Linked DNA regions of Sus scrofa: all the other regions are linked to region 1. A link is a contact called in public HiChIP or PLAC-seq data. All regions are on one chromosome and are shown on one strand. The core of a region is the stretch at or near the end of the contact, and the rest is flanking DNA. Distances in the headings are between cores, read along the strand shown.

Region 1 (3,140 bases), core at 220-2,719:
CCTATATTGCATTGTTTTAAATTTCCAAGTTAGCGGTAGTTTGTTACAGCAGCAAGTAGAAACTAATACCCCAAGCTAAATGACTTCTCTGTAATGAGGCCCTCCTGCCTGATGGTGATCAGAGACCCAACTGCTTCTCAGCCAGGGTCCACAAAGGAGATGGAGGCTCTGGGTGGCAGCCTGCATGGAAGAATTTCTGCTGCATTAGCCAGCCCGGGCTGCCGAAACAAAGTACTGTACACCCGGGGCTTAAACAGCAGAAGGTTGTTGTCTTGTAATTCCGGAGGCTGCAAGTCTAGATCGAGGTGCTGGCGGTGGTTCCTCCCGAGGCCTCTCTCCTTGGCTTGTAGATGGTGTCTCCCCCTACCCACCCCCACTCCCCACCCCCGGTCCTCCCACGGTCATCCCTCTGAGTGCGTTTGTGTCCCCATATTAGGGACCAGTCCTATTGGATTAAGGCCCATGTGACTCCCTTTTATCTTCATTATCTCTTGTCAAGATCCCATCTCCAAATGCAGTCAGCTTCTGAGTTACCAAGGGTTAAGACTTCAGCATCTGAAGCTGAGGGGGACACGGTTCAGCCCATAGCACAGTGGTCTGGAATGATATTGCCGTTATCTATATCCACATAAAGATGCTTTCAGACACACCCCTGCTTACAATTTGGGCCCGTGTATAAAAGGCAGAAGAGCCCAGAAGTGGAAATCCGTGGTGCCAGGAAGTTCTGCCAGCTTGAAGCCCTGCATCCAGGTCCTTTTCACGGGGAGGACCTAGCGGGGTGTGTCCCAGCTGCTGGACGCTCTGAGCAGCCCCCAGCCCAGGGGTCTCTGCCTGCCCATGTCTATGGCCCTGGCCCACTCCGGGACTTCTCCTTCTGATGCTCAGCAAACCGCACTTCGCTGTCCACGAGGCACCCGTCAAACATTCGGAAAACCCACCCCACAGACTGAAATAGAAACTCATTTGTTTACCGGAGTGTGACAAAAGGAGGGAGGTATTTAATTTTGGAAGGAGCTGAGCCAGCTTTTTTATCGGTCTTTTTTTTTTTTTTTTTTTTGGCCATGCAGGCGGCACACAAAAATTTCAGGGGGCCAGGGATTGAACCCAAGCTACTGCAGTGACAAGTGACAGCGCCAGATCCTTAACCGCTGCACCACGGGGGAACTCCAGGGTTTTTTTTTTTTTTTTTCCTGGCACAAAATCCTGCCTAGTAAACTCCCAAAATGGGCTTCCTTCTTACCCACCCACCCACATTTTGGATGGGCTCATTCTCTGTGGTTAGGGGGCGCCATGTACACTGTGGGGTGTTGGCAGCATCTCTTCCCTTAGCATTTGATGCCAGGGGCACCTGCTCCACTTGTGCCAACCAAAAATGTCTCCAAACATGGCCAGGGTCTCCCGTGAGAAGGACTGATGTGAATAAACCGCAGAGAAAAACAGGAAGGGTGGAGGGCGTGGCCAGTGTCCTGGCTTTGCCCTCTTTGTTGAGACTACGATAAGCTGTGGGCAGTGTGTGGATAATGGCTTGGAATGTTTAAGGTGGAGGAGGGACCAGCAGAGAAGGTAAGTGTCCCCCTCAGCCGTGGTAAGGGGGACAGGAGGCCAGTTCTTTGGCTGTTGAATCAGACATCTCCTCCACTGGCCCCCTGGGTGGCTTGGGGCTGCAGGTGACAACAGAGGGACCTCAGAGAACAGGTGGCGTCTTCGCCCTCCTCCTTGTTACCGAGCAGGACCCCGCGAGGCCTCCCCAGAGTGGAGCCCCACTCATGTCCTCCACCTGCCTTTTTATAAAAAACTTTAGTCACAGAACCAATTTAATCAGAGAAGCAAAAAAAAAAAAAAACCCAAAAAAACAACAACAAAAAACAACAACAACAACAACAACAACAAAAACAGAGAAAAAAGAAACAGCAATAATAACTTAGCCATTCAACAAAGTCAAGGACCTTTGGTTCTTCTTCAAGGACCATAGATAATATTCTGAGCTGTGTCCTTGGGGCTATCTGGCAGGTGCTGAAGCACCCACCAGGTGGAAGAAGTTAACTGTGTGCTGCCCACAAGCACCTAGACCCCAGACCCACTGGAACCAGAAGGTTGATGACGTGGACGCCCAATGACCTCACCACCAGCCAATCAGGAAAGAGTCCATGAGCTGACCACGCCCTGCTCCCAAACACTATCAGACTCCTCACTGCCCCCTCCAAGGTGTGGGGGGGCACAGTCCTTGAGGCACTCGCCTGCTGTGCCCCCTCTTTGCCTGGCAGTTAAAGCTACTTTTTCGGTTTCCTCCAACTCTGTCCCTGCGTGTCTGTTTGGCGTTGGTGTACAGAGTGGCGGAGATTTCTGCCACCTCTTCTCCTAGGATACTCTGGGGGTGCTGCCCACATCTGTAAACTCTGCCCCCGGCACATGCCGCCCTCCCTCAGCTCGTCATGCATACTTCCGGACTCAGGGCCTTTGCACAGATGCTTCACCCTCACCCGAAGCTTTCCTCCTGTTTTTGCTCTCTGAGGTCTCAGCTTGGCTGTAGCTTCACCACCCATCTAAAACCACCCCCAGCCCTCCTGAGCACATTGCTTTGCTTTCTGTTCTTCACAGCCCTGTGTTTATCTGCAGAAGGAGATCTGGAGGCTCTCACTTGAAGCTTCGCCTGGGCTGCCCCTGCCGGCCTCCTGTCTTCTGGTTTTTTACAATCAACAGAGTTTGCAAAAGTTCAGGTCAAGCTCCGGCTGGCTGTTCTCCATTCCAGAGCAAGGGACGGCCCTCGGCTTCCCAACCCCATCCCTGGAGCACCAGAGCAGTCTTTTCCTAGCATGCTCTGGGGTCTGCTTGTTTATTTCTGTGCAAGACTCCAACCACCCCTGCCTTCCAGGACCACAAAGTGGGTACGTTGTTGGGAGGGGATCTCCTGTGGCTTATCCTAGGGCTTCCAGCAGGTTTCTCAACCTTCTTTCTTCCCAGATTTTAAAGGAGGGCAGGGAAGCACGGGGGAAGGCCAATAAACTGGCGTTCGAGATACCCATGCCCAAGTCATTTTCCTGCCCCATGAGAGCATGGTGCAATATGGCACCCAGCTTGGCATCTCAAATGGTGACAACCAGCCCCACCCAAGCCCCTTGCTCTTTGCACTGGATTTGCTC
Region 2 (3,140 bases), core at 353-2,852, 170 kb after region 1:
TAAGTCTTTTTTTTTTTTTTTTTCCAACCAACCAAGATCCTGTCCTTCCCAGACGTGAACACATTTGAGCAGCAGGCTTTCCTTCCATGTCTCTGCCTCCTTCTCCAAACTGCACAACAATAGATAACAACCCCACATCTGGATGCACCCTTGGGGGGCCACAGGAGAGTTGAGTTTGGGAGGAGAATCCAAGGGCACAGACATTCCAAGGGTGTTTCCTGGAAAAAAGGTCTTGGTTTTTCCTTCTTACAGAACCCAGCTCCTCCTGGAATGGAGGGCCCCTGTGGGTTGGAAAAAGAAGTTAGAGAAAATTTTTAAGGAACAAGGGACAAAGTGAAATAGAAAATTAGGAAATGATAGAGGATCTGGCTCTCTTTTCTGACTGCAAAATCTGTCTTGAACTTGCGAGTTTCTGGAAGAGGTGCGGGCTATTCCGCTCAATTTGTATCGTGGCTCAGCCTCCTCAAGAGTGGTTATTGCCCTGGAGGATGCTGGCCTTTTTTTTCATTCTTTTTTTTTTTTTTTTTTTATCATTATTCTTGCTTATTGCATCACTGTGAGCCACAGGCCTCTTTGCCCTTCCCTAGGTTTTCTAAGAATTGAAAGAAGTTTTTATAATTATGACATCAATTAGAGGTTATTCAGAAATTGGAAAGGAATCCAAATGTACACATCTCCGGATAGTTTAGTTTATTCTTATAAAGGGCAGGGATGCAGAAAATGCTTTGTTTATTGAGAAAATTCCAGGTTTGGGCAACATTCCATTTTAGAAGTCTTTTCTTGAAAAATATGCAGACTTAAGCTAAATGTACAATCCTAGCTTTTAGGAGCACTTCCTTCCTTAAATTGAACATTCGCCAGCTGCATAGATCACAACTACGGCTGGGATCTGATCCCTGGCCCAGTAACTTCATATGCCACGGGGTGGCCAAAATTTTTTTTTTTAAAAGCGCTTCTGCCTATGTGGCTCTTTTTTCAGGTTTATTTAAATAGAGACGAGAATTAACTGTATTTCAACAGTGATCAGAAAGACAGATTTTTTTTACTTGCAAAAGACAATCATAATTATGTAAGGTAATAAGTCACAGGAAAAATTATCCCCTTGAGTTCATTTGCATATGAAAGGCACACACATTCATTTGAAAAGGCCTCTCATTACACTTGAAAGGCAGAAATGGGGGTTAATGCTAAAATACTGAATTCTAATGACGCTCTCTCCGGCTTTTGTTCCTGGCTTTTACTGCACAGCGGGCCCCAGGCCGCACGCTGGGCCAGAAGCAAGCCAAGCCTCTTACTCCCAAGTCAGGGCCTGGCATTCCTGCCGCCAAGGGGCAGTCGTTTTCATGCAAGCGGTTTCTTTTCCCGCCGCTGCCCCAGCCGCTGGGCTAGGTCCTGGCTGCTCTGGCGTCTCCTTGTATCCAATTGCCAGGTCTCCCTCTGAAGCGCCCACTCAACGTGGGCCCTTTTATTCTCCTTTTTGCAGAGTCCTGTCTTCGCAGCAGCGGAGGCTCACCCAGCATGGCTTCCAGATGCTTCTCCCTTTCGCCCCATCGAGACGTTTCTCACCATCTCAAGTCCGCACCTTCAGGATGCCAGTTTAGAAGCACCATTTGCCTCGCGCGCCACCGTCTGGCCTAAAGGGGAACGACCTCTGCCCGTGGCTGAGGATCAGCTTTGAAAAGGGCTAATGTGGCATTTCTAGTTTTTGTCCAATATCTGTCCTTACCCATTTTCTGTAAAGTGACTGTGATGGATATTCTCGCTTACTAATGAAGGCAGTTTTCCTCTATACATTCCTCTTGCAATAGTTTGGGTTTAGAGATACTGAAATAAGAACCTATACCGTCAACTAAAAATCATATAAATTGCATCATTTATAAAGCAATTTGTGGGCAGGATACAATATGCTTTGGTGTCTTAAAAATGCAGTAACACAATCATGCAGGCAATACTCTTTTCTCACCCATAGTCTCATAGATTGTGTCTACGGCAGGGTAGGTATAAAGGGAAATAGTTCACCCTTCCCGTGGCTCCTGGCATCCCAGCTCCTTGGTGGCCAGGTCACAGTGCTGATTCTACAGACCCAGGTTCCAGAATGAACTGGATTGGAAGGTTTTAAAAAGTGTGTACACCGGATGGCATGTGTGTTTGTGTGTGTGTGCACATGCTTTGTGAGCTGACCCCCTGGGCTGCTAAAAGGAAATTTAGGAATTCTATTTATACTTTTTTTTAATCTCATACTTCAACATTTACATTTTATAATGTACATAAACTTATTAGAACAGTTGTCCTATATCATTTACAAATTAGTATTTTAATTTGGGGGAGGGTCTTTTTTTAGGGGCACACCCATGGGCACATGGAGATTCCCAGGCTAGGGGTCAAATCTGAGCTGCAGTCACCGCCCTATGCCCACAGCCACAGCAACATCAGATCTTAGCCGTGTCTGCAGCCTACATCACAGCCCATGGTAACACAGGATCCCCAACCCACTGAGCAAAGCCAGGGATTGAACCTGCATCCTCATGGATGTTAGTCAGATTTGTTTCGGCCGAGCCACAACAGGAACTCCACAAATTAGTATTTTAAAAGGTATTAAGCACAGCAAAGAAAATCATGGACTTGGAGAATAGACTTGTGGTTGCCAAGGGGAAGGGGGAGGGAGGGGGGTGGTTGGGGAGCTTGGGGTTAATTGATGCAGACTGTTGCCTTTGGAATGGATGAGCAATGAGATCCTGCTGTGTAGCCCTGGGAACTATGTCTAGTCACTTAGGATGGAGCCTGATAATGTGAGAAAATAGAATGTGTACATGTATGTGTAACTCAGTCACCATGCTATACAGTAGAAAAAAAAATGTATTGGGGAAATTAAAAAAATTAAAAGATATTAAAAATACAGAGTAAGAAATGCTTAATTGGAGTTTCCATTGTGGCTCAGGAGGTTAAGAACCTGACATAGTGTCCTTGAGGATGTGGGTTCGATCCCTGGCCTCGATCAGTGGCTGAAGAATCCAGCACTGCCGCAAGCTGCAGCATAGGCCACGGATGCAGCTCTGAGCCAGCGTTGCTGTGGCTGTGATGTAAGCCTCAGCTGCAGCTCCACGTTGACCCCTTCTATGTGCCTTAGGCAGCGCTGAAAA
Region 3 (3,140 bases), core at 466-2,965, 170 kb before region 1:
CCAGCGTTACCATAGCTGTGGTGTAGGCTGGCCGCTGCAGCTCTGATTTGACCCCTAGCCCACGTACTTGCATATGCTGTGGGTGCAGCCCTAAAAAAATTAAAATAAATAGAAAGGGGACAGATATTAGAAAATGCAATTATTGGAGTTCCCGTCTTGGCTCAGTGGTTAACGAATTCGACTAGGAACCATGAGGTTGCGGGTTCGATCCCTGGCCTCACTCAGTGGATTAAGGATCCTGCATTGCCATGAGTTGTGGTGTAGGTCACAGATGTGGGTCAGATCCTGCGTTGCTGTGGCTCTGGCGTAGGCCGGTGGCTACGGCTCCGATTGGACCCCTAGCCTGGGAACCTCCATATGCTGTGGGTGTGGCCCTAGAAAAGACCAAAAAAAAAAAAGACAAAAAAATGCAATTATTTAAGCTCATGAGGACCTGGGGAAGGAGGATTAGAACTTGGCCTCGTTCTTGAAAAAGCAGGTGGCTGGCCCCCAGAGAACCCCCTCGGAGGTTCCTTTGGAGGTTCTGGGGGACAAGGCACATCCAGTCCCTCGGAGGCTGTGTGACACTGGAGCTTAGGGATCTCACCGGCTAAGGCTCTCTGTGGCCTTGTGGTCTCTCTGCCCTCAGGCTGGGCCCGTGTGCCCACCTCCCAGGGCTTCTGTTTCTCCGTCCTGGGCTGCGGAAGAAAGCAGGTTGCCATGCGCCCTGGAGGACGAGGCATATTTAAGGTAAATGTGTCTTTGCTACTCTCTTTGGAAATGCGGTTGAGACGTCAGACCTGAGTAGATCAGAAGTTGTCCTCTTCACACACCTGAAACTTTCAGCAAGTTCAAAATCCCGGAGGGGCGGAGAAAACACGGGGCCGCCGCTGAGCAGCGTGTCTATCGATCCCACTCCTTTACTAAAACTTGGCCGCTGTCAGGCCATGGGGCTCAGCGGGCAGACATGCCCCTGCACCCCCATCCTGCCCTTGAAGCCACACCTTACCAGGGCCAGATGGCTCTTTGGAGACCCACCCACATTCTGAGGGCACTTGGGAAAATAAAATAGGAGCTCCTGTCATGGCGCAGCGGAAACGAATCCCACTAGGAACCATGAGGTTGCGGGTTCGATCCCTGGCCTCGCTCCGTGGATTAAGGATCTGATGTTACCGTTAGCTGTGGTGTAGGTCACAGACGTGGCTCAGATCTGGTGTTGCTGTGGCTGTGGCATAGACCAGCAGCCATAGGTCCAATTAGACCCCTAGCCTGGGGACCACGGGTGCGGCCCTAAAAAGCAAACAAACAAAGAAAAAAAAGCAAAAAAGGCAAAAAAGAAAAGAAAACAAAAGCCTCGTAGCGGATGCATTTGTCAAACAATGAAACTCCTCTGCTTCCCTCTGCATTTGCTCAGACTGGACTGACGTACTTTGAATACCAGGAAAAGGGGAACTCGTGTTCCTTGGTTTCCCCAAAGAGGAAGTGAAACAAACAAGCAAAACAATTCCATTCAAGAAAAAAAATAACCCGCAACCTGCTTATAGAAATATGACTTGGGCCTCCAGTCAACCAGGCGTCTAAAATAAGAACGGTCCTCAGTGTGGATTCTGAGAAGGCTTTTTAAGAATGGGATGAGGAAATGACGCGTCCCCCGGCTCCGTGGACGCAGGAATTGCCTCGGTCTTTGTGCTTGGAGATGACCCCCTGCCAGACTGCTTCTCCATCCAAGAGCCACCGCCCATGGCTGGAGAACTGCCCAAGGGCCACGGATGTTAAGAAAAAGCCGAGGAGAGTCCTGTAAGGGGCCGTGTGCTGTGTTTGTGCCTTCGAATGATCTCGGGGCTTAGCTTTTTCAGTTAATAAGATGACAGGCAACCAGCAATCTCTCTTGCTCTCAGCTCCTTGCAAAAAGGGTCGCCCTTTGCATGGGGCTCCTCACCTGCCAAGGGCCCCCTTCGCCTGGGGAGCCAGGAGTTCCTCAGTGGAGCTAAGTGGCCAGTTTCTACATACGGAGTGAGGAGGACGGGAGGGGCCAGGAGAGGTCACTCTTTGGCAGTTTCTTCCTCCCTTGATGACTCCCCAGTTTTCTCAGGGTCACCAGGAGAGGGGGCTACTTCCTCTGTGGTCACAGTGGCAGGTGCTTTGGGTAGTAGCTGCTCCCGTCAGCGGCCCCACCTCGCTGAAGGTTGGAGTTGGTTGTGGGGATGCAGTGGGTATCTTTGCGAAAGATGCTGTCTGCACGGGCCACTGCCCAGTCACCGTCAGGGTCTCCCGGTTACAGGTAGGGCTTAGGAGGGGACCATGTGGGCATGAGCGTCCTGCCCAGTGGGAGACGAGGATGCTGGGAAGGCGGAAGAGGCGGCCGGGAAGCACCTGCGGGCCCCTCGCCCTCCTCCCAGGTGTGCTTTCTCAACCACACATGGAATTCAAGGGTCCTGGACTTGCATGGGACAGATGGCTTCCCCATTTTCAGTACCTCCAGCCTTGGACCAAATTTGGCATCTCCACACATCCATTGTGGGGCCAGCACTCAGCAGCAGTGGTGGCAGGAGTTCCTGCCATGTTGTCTGGACAGAAACCCCAGGGAACTTCTCACCGCATTACAATTGCTTCAGAAATGTAGAAAGTAGAGAATTCCTGTCGTGGCGCAGCAGAAATGAATCCGACTAGGAACCATGAGGTTGCAGGTTCAATCTCTGGCCTTGCTCAGTGGGTTGAGGATCCGGCATTGCCCGTGAACTCTGGTGTAGGTCGCAGATGCGGCTCAGATCTCACGTTGCTGTGGCGTAGGTCAGCAGTTGTAGTTCCGATTAGACCCCTAGCCTGAGAACCTCCATATGCCTTGGGTATGGCCCTAAAAAGACAACAAAGACCAAAAAAAAAAAAAAAATAGAAATTGTATTCACTCTTCACCCCTTTGAAATGTTGGATGGGTATGTTAGACTCATGGCTGGCACTTGTTATCAAGTGAGCTAAGGAAGCACATCCATTTAAAAAATTTTAATTGGCATATAGTTGGTTTTCAATATTGTGTTCGTTTCAAGTGTGCAGCAAAGTGATTCGGTTATGTGAGTTCCCGCTGTGGCTTGGTGGGTTAAGAATCCGAGTGGTATTCACGAGTATGTGTATTTGATCCCTGACCTCACGCAGTAGGATAAAGG

Evidence for each region. HiChIP or PLAC-seq counts read pairs in DNA pulled down with a chosen protein or histone mark.
Region 2: an H3K27ac HiChIP or PLAC-seq map of alveolar macrophages shows a contact between it and region 1. The contact joins two enhancer-like sites. A contact is called at or near these places in 2 of 47 Hi-C or Micro-C datasets (alveolar macrophages and embryonic fibroblasts) and 1 of 2 datasets of contacts at active chromatin or transcription factors (alveolar macrophages).
Region 3: a contact with region 1 is called in an H3K27ac HiChIP or PLAC-seq map of alveolar macrophages. The contact joins two enhancer-like sites. A contact is called at or near these places in 1 of 47 Hi-C or Micro-C datasets (blood) and 2 of 2 datasets of contacts at active chromatin or transcription factors (alveolar macrophages and skeletal muscle).

What each region holds. Positions count from the first base shown.
Region 1 is chr13:202,544,075-202,547,214 of Sscrofa11.1, reverse strand. No RefSeq gene overlaps it. Among named protein-coding and RNA genes, the nearest start is that of ETS2, 81 kb to the right of the region's middle. Within about 2 kb of position 1,469, at least 13 of the 83 cell types and tissues checked have an H3K27ac peak or open chromatin away from gene starts, as enhancers often do. A contact at or near this core is called in alveolar macrophages, where this site is marked.
Region 2 is chr13:202,374,318-202,377,457 of Sscrofa11.1, reverse strand. No RefSeq gene overlaps it. Among named protein-coding and RNA genes, the nearest start is that of ETS2, 88 kb to the left of the region's middle. Within about 2 kb of position 1,602, at least 33 of the 83 cell types and tissues checked have an H3K27ac peak or open chromatin away from gene starts, as enhancers often do. A contact at or near this core is called in alveolar macrophages, where this site is marked.
Region 3 is chr13:202,710,711-202,713,850 of Sscrofa11.1, reverse strand. No RefSeq gene overlaps it. Among named protein-coding and RNA genes, the nearest start is that of PSMG1, 63 kb to the left of the region's middle. Within about 2 kb of position 1,715, at least 27 of the 83 cell types and tissues checked have an H3K27ac peak or open chromatin away from gene starts, as enhancers often do. A contact at or near this core is called in alveolar macrophages, where this site is marked.